Linked DNA regions of Pan troglodytes: region 1 is linked to region 2. Evidence: chromatin contacts called from public HiChIP or PLAC-seq data. All regions are on one chromosome and are shown on one strand. Each heading gives the region's core, a stretch centred on a gene start, on an enhancer-like site or on the middle of the called end of the contact. The rest is flanking DNA. Distances are from core to core; before and after follow the strand shown.

Region 1 (3,325 bases), core at 342-2,841, 180 kb before region 2:
TACATCCTTTTGCTTTCCCTAGAGTTAATGTCAAAAGAAAACTGGAGTGCTATAATATCACACAAGTAGATTTCAGAGCAAAGAATATTATAATGATAAAGGTTATTTGATAATGAAAAGTCAATTAAGAAGACATTACAATCTTAAACCTAATAACAGAGCTTCAAAGTACATGAAGCTAAAACTGATAGAACTTCAAGTCTATAGACATAAAATATTTACCTAGGACTGGGGGATTTGGAGGAAAATAGGAGTGGCTAATAGGTATATGGTTTCTTTGTTGGGTATTAAAAATAATCTAAAATTGGCCAGGTGCAGTGGCTCACACCTGTGATCCCAGCACTTTGGGAGGCTGAGGCGGGTGGATCACCTGAGGTCAGGGGTTTGAGACCACCCTGGCCAACATGGAGAAACCCTGTCTCTACTAAAAATACAAAAATTAGCTGGGTGTTGTGGTGGGCGCCTGTAATCCCAGCTATTTAGGAGGCTGAGGCAGGAGAATCGCTTGAACCCAGGAGGCTTGAACCCAGGAGCTTGCAGTGAGCTGAGATGCACCATAGCTCTCCAGCCTGGGAAACAGAGCAAGGCTCTGTCTCAAAAAAAAAAAAACTAAACTAAAATTGATTGTGGTGAGGGTAGTACAACTATGACTATACTAAACATACAACTTGACTATACTAAACCCCACTGAATTGCACACTTTAAATGAATGAATTGTATGATATGTGAATTATCGCTCAATAAAACTTTTTAAAAATATTTTTAAAAATATTATACTAGATAGAAATCTGAATCTATACAAAGACATGGAAACACCAGAAATGATAAATATGTGGGTAAACGTATTTTTCCTATTCAAAAAAATCTTTTTAAAAACGAAGTTACTTTTTATAGCAAAAATAATTTATTGTGCATTTATGACATAGTGACAATAGCACAAAACTAGGAGATAAAATGGAAGTATGCTTTTCTAAGCTTCTTATACTATACACAAAGTGGTAGATTCTTACTTTAAGGCAGATTGTGATAAGTTTAAGACATATATTAGAAACCCTAAAGCAACAGCTTATATAACAAGCAAAGAAGTATGGTCAATAAACCAACAAAGGAAGCTGAAGCATGAAAATCATAAGCTGAATCACAGTTGGGAAAAATAGAAAACAAATAGCAATCAAACTTTTTTTTTTTTTTTTTGAGATGGGGTCTGGCTATGTTGTGCATGCTGGCCTCAACCTCCCAAAGTGCTGGGACTACAGGCCTGAGCCACCCCACCCAGCCTGCAATCATAGTCACTTTAATGAAAATGTTTTAAGCATCCAAATTAAATGGAAGAGACTGTCAGACTGGATAAAAAAGCAAGACCCAACTATTTTCTGTCAACAAGTGATCCAATTAGAATGTAAATACACAAATAGATTAAAATGGGTTGAAAAAGATACACTATGCTAGCATTAATCAAAAGAAAGCTAGTTATATTGATAGCAGACCAAGCAGACAAAGAAGAATAAAGGAATAAAGAGGGCCACTTCTTAATGCTATAGAGGTTAGTAGAGGTTAATGCAAGAGAACGTAACAATCCTAAATGTTTACATACCTAACTTCAAAATACATGACACAAACTGATAGAATTGAAAGGAGAAGCAAATTCGCAATTATAGTTGGAGATTTCAACATCCTTATCTCAGTAATTGATCTCTTTGGCTGCTCTGAGACTAGCTGGGAATGAACCAAGAGTGAATGAGTGCACAGATGTGGGCAGAGTTTTCAAAAAGGTATCATATACGGGCCAGGCACGGTGGCTCACGCCTGTAATCCCAGCACTTTGGGAGGCTGAGGCGGGTGGGTCACATGAGGTCAGGAGTTTTGAGACCAGCCTGGCCAACATGGTGAAACCCCGCCTCTACTAAAAAAATACAAAAATTAGCCAGGCATGGTGGCGGACGCCTGTAATCTCAGCTACTCAGGAGGCTGAGGCAGGAGAATCGTCTGAACCTGGGAGGCGGAGGTTGCAGTGAGCCAAGATTATGCCACTGCACTCCAGCCTGGGCGACAAGAGCGAGACTACGTCTCAAAAAAAAAAAAAAAAAAAAGTATCATATATGATCCTGATTCCTATACCCAATGGCCCGTGAACAGTATTATTAATAATTTTGGTCCTTGGGCCGGGCGCGGTGGCTCATGCCTGTAATCCCAGCAATTTGGGAGGCCGAGTCGGGCGGATCACCCGAGGTCGGGAGTTCGAGACCAGCCTGACCAACATGGAGAAACCCCGTCTCTACTAAAAATACAAAATTAGCCGGGCGTGGTGGCACATGCCTGTAATCCCAGCTACTCGGGAGGCTGAGGCAGGAGAATCGCTTGAACCCGGGAGGCGGAGGTTGAGGTAACCGAGTTCGCGCCTTTGCACTCTAGCCTGGGCAACAAGAGCGAAACTCCGTCTCAAAAAAAAAATTTTTTTTTAATAATAATTTTGGTCCTATGTAAGGTATTATTAATACACAGATTTTCATTTTTCGCCTAATTATCCTGAACCAGTTAAAGTGAACACTTGGAAGGGGGTAGGGGGAATATCGATAGCCATGGCAGTGGTTTTCAAACTTTATCAGAATTACCCGCTGGTTAAAATTCAGATAACTCGCTTCACTCCAAAGTTTCTGATTGTGCAGGTTTGGGGTGGGGCCCGAGAATTTGTCATTTTAACAGTATCTCCGGTGTTGCTGATGCCGCTGGTCCCAGAACCACACACTGCGAACAACTGGCCTAGAACGTTGTCATTCCTTTCTCCTACAGATTTTGAGGCAGCCGGTGGGCTCCGAAACAAAACAGAGGTCACTGGATCCGATTCCCAGTACCATAGAAGTGACTCAGACCAGCGATTCAACCGACAAGCGGGATCCGGGCCACCCAAAGCCGCGCGAGAGTTTACGTGACGACATGGGCGTCAGCGTCACGGAGGCGTCGGCCACGTTCAGCGGACACGGGAGCAAGATGGCGATTCCGGGCAGGCAGTGAGTGATCCGGGAGTTAGGGTCAGGCTGGGGGATGAGAAACTACGGCGACTGTGTCTTTGGCCGAGGAGTTTTAAATGCGCTGGAAGTGAAGGGACTGTGTCGTCAGGGGTAGAGACGGGAAAAAACGAGAAGTCCTGAGGAACATAGATTCCCCTCCCCCGTACATTTTCCCGGATGGAAGCCCGAAGTTTGAGGGAGAAACTTGTGAGGAAATAAAGGAAGTTAGGCTGAGGGGCAGAGAGCGAGACTTTTCTATTTTCCAAAAGCTCGGTCTGAGGCCCCTCAGTCTTGCTTCCTACCCCGCGCTTGAGTTT
Region 2 (2,993 bases), core at 139-2,638:
CTGGTGGGAACTGAGCCCATCAGCACATTAGCTTCAGTTGTAACCAAGAAGCATATTTAAAAGTAACATCTGATGACATTTTAATGTAATTACATTGTGTCTTTTCTATTTCATAGTATAGGGCCTTCAGGGCATTTCTGGGGAGTCCTCCAAAGATATGAACATTTTCACATGTTCTGTTTTGTGACCAAGACCATACATCTCCAAGACACGGGCTACAAACCACATAGCATTGGAACATAATATAGTCAATAACACTCAAACGTATACTCATGGACATGTCACTTTTGTACTCTAACCGCATGTACTAACAAGCCACAGAACAGCAAAACAAACCACATGGGTAATGTTCTTAGACCTGCCTGTACCTGTGCCTCATTCTTTACGAATTTACGACCAGTTCTTTCAGTACGAATTTAAGACCACTCTTAAATAAGACACCAAAATGGGACGCTGTCAGGAAGGTCAAGGAAAGTATGGGAGAAGTGGAAGCCCACACCTGAGCTCTTCTGGTTGGTGATTGGCTTGCCCTCCTGGGGCACGGCGTGCTGGAACACATGCTGCGCGCGCTGCACCGTGGCCCGCTTCAGACAGATGTCCAGCAGGTCGTGGGTGGTCCCGACATTCTGGGCAAGTACGAACTGGGGGTCGGAATTCAGTTTCTGTATCACAGCAGCTACCTTCTCCGAATTCAGTCCTGTTGGGAGACCAAACAGGATTTTAACGCAAAAAGAGGGGGAAAGGGCTGATCTGGGGCTCCCGCGTCCCGAATCTAACTTCGTAAGCGCATCCTGGGGTGCCCGCTGCAGCGGGGAAACCCATAAGCGGCATCCTCCTCCAAGGAGCTGTCTCCCTCCAGGCCGATCCAGCCTGCCCCGAAAGCTCCCTCCCCGCCATCGCCAAGGGTCCCAGCCCCCGGCCTTCCCCGCCGCCGGGCCTCACGGGGACCGCGGAGCTCCTCCAGAGGACCGCGGCGGGGGACGGCGGCACCTCACCCGAGCTGCTCATGGCGCCCACGCTGCCCGGCGGGGTAACGGTGGCTTCCAGGGTCCTTGGGCGAGCGCCGGGATTGCGCTGCGGCTCGCTGCCTAGGGGGCCCGACCTGTCTCTCGCACCCGGAGCGCCGGAAAAAGGAAACCGGCTCGGCGGCGGCGGCGGCGGCGGCGGGGAGGCTGAGGCCGGGAGAAACGGGGTCCGCGGAGGGACAAAACTCCCCCCTCGCGTTGCTGAGTCAGCGCCGTCGGGGCTGGCCCCGCCCGGGGGAGGGCCGACGGGGGCGGCCTAGCTGACGCGCTGGGTCCGCCAGCGCCCGGGGGCTGAGGCCGCGCCTGCCCCCGCGCAGGACCGCACAGATGGTCTGCGCGCCAGGGCGGCGCCGGCGCCTTCTCCCCCTGGGTTCCCGCCTCCGGGCCGCGCGGGCGCCCTCCCGGGATCAGGCCCGCTCCAAGGAGGGAGGCTGACGGGTTCCCTGTGGGCCCAGACCCCAAGTACTCTAGCATCGGGGAATCGTCCCCAGGAAGCCTTGTGAGAAGCCAAAAGGGAGCTCGAGGCGGGAGGGAGGAGCTGAGAGGTCCCATAATTAAGCGTCGGGCTTAGGACGGGTCGATATGTCACAAGGAATGCACCCGAAGGCTCTTCCTATAGGCTTCGTTTGCTGACCAATCACTGCATTCTCAATGGCAACTTGTTGCTTGGATTCTCATCAGAAGCAAATAATTGTCTTTGAGGGGAAATGGGAACCAAGCTCTTCCCCACCCACTCCAAAGCTACTACCAGAGTTCTACAAATAGACATCTGCTCATTTCAAGAACACTACCCATCTGGTCTTCACGGAGTCCACGAGTGGCTCCTGTATAGTCCAGCATGTCCCGTTGGGTTTAACTCAGGAGGATGACAGAGGCTAGCCGTATGCATCAATATTGTTTCGCCGAGTTCTCTACAAAACTAACTGATGCTCCCCCTCTAGGCTTTCAAGATAACTCAACAGTTTCCCAAAGTTTTGAGATTGTAAAAACCTTGTTTTTGTTGATTCCGTGTTTCATGCCCTGAAATCTCAGCCCTTAGTAAGATGCTGGGATAGAACCCACAGAGGGTAAAACAAAAACACTGAAACCCTGTATCTGCTATTCAAAACGATGAGGTTGTGTGTGTGTGTGTGTGTGTGTGTGTGTGTGTGTGTGTGTAACCTAGCATCTAGGTCTTCTTAGATTGAAAATCATCACAGTTCTAAGGAACTCTGATATCTGGAAAAATCCATACTCAGGCACCAATCAGTCATTTGAGAAAGCACAGTTTCTATGTCCCTAGAGAGACTCGGCTAAAAATTGGGGCTATAACATAGCAACTATCTTAAGTGGGCCCATCAACCATCCTATTCTGAGGTTCTTTCAATATCTGAAAAAGAAGAGGCTGAAAATTATACAGAACGAAATCACTGGTCCTTTCACAAAATGATGTTCAAGCATCCTGCCCAATTCAAGTCATAAATTTGTATTCAGTATCTAACATGTACTAGGCACTGGACAAACTGCTGATGACATAGAGACGAACAAAGCTTAATCTTGCCGTTAAGAAACTCAATGTAGTAGGAAAGAGATGCAAAACAACTTTTAGACTATCTGTAGTAGCATACCAGTAGTGCTGTAGACTGTAGAAGCAATGAGGAGAGCACTGTCAATTAGGGCCAAAGGGTGCCTGAAAATAGAAGTGACAAGAGAGCATGATCTTGAAGAGTGGATGAGATTTTTACAAGTCAAAGAACAGGAGAAGGGCATTCAAGGCACCAGCGAAGGCGCAGTGAATAAAATCATGTTCAAGAAAGGGTGCATCATAATCGGATGTGGCTAAGAGCAAGGCATGTTTTGGGAGCAGAGGCAAGGTGTAGGACTGGAAAAGTTTTGTAGGTTTGGGCCAAGATATAAAGGGTTTTATGTTCAATGCCTGAGCATCTGGACTTTATCTTATGGTTAATTAGAAGACAAAATGGGTTTTGA

Evidence for each region. HiChIP or PLAC-seq counts read pairs in DNA pulled down with a chosen protein or histone mark.
Region 1: an H3K4me3 HiChIP or PLAC-seq map of stem cell-derived excitatory neurons shows a contact between it and region 2, with 8 times the contacts expected there. The contact joins the promoter of NSRP1 here to the promoter of BLMH in region 2. A contact is called at or near these places in 2 of 7 Hi-C or Micro-C datasets (blood and stem cell-derived neural progenitor cells) and 1 of 1 datasets of contacts at active chromatin or transcription factors (stem cell-derived excitatory neurons).

Annotation. Positions count from the first base shown.
Region 1 is chr19:37,459,514-37,462,838 of NHGRI_mPanTro3-v2.0_pri, reverse strand. NSRP1 (nuclear speckle splicing regulatory protein 1) reads left to right here and starts at 1,591. Exons shown (of 7, transcript XM_063798767.1): 1 at 1,591-1,772; 2 at 2,791-3,008. The region is part of intron 1 of LOC107969205 (a long non-coding RNA gene); the gene reads right to left. MIR423 (microRNA mir-423) reads left to right here and starts at 3,224; the gene lies at 3,224-3,316.
Region 2 is chr19:37,280,872-37,283,864 of NHGRI_mPanTro3-v2.0_pri, reverse strand. It overlaps BLMH (bleomycin hydrolase), which reads right to left and starts at 1,388. Exons shown (of 12, transcript XM_511383.7): 1 at 996-1,388; 2 at 500-697. The coding sequence starts at 1,008.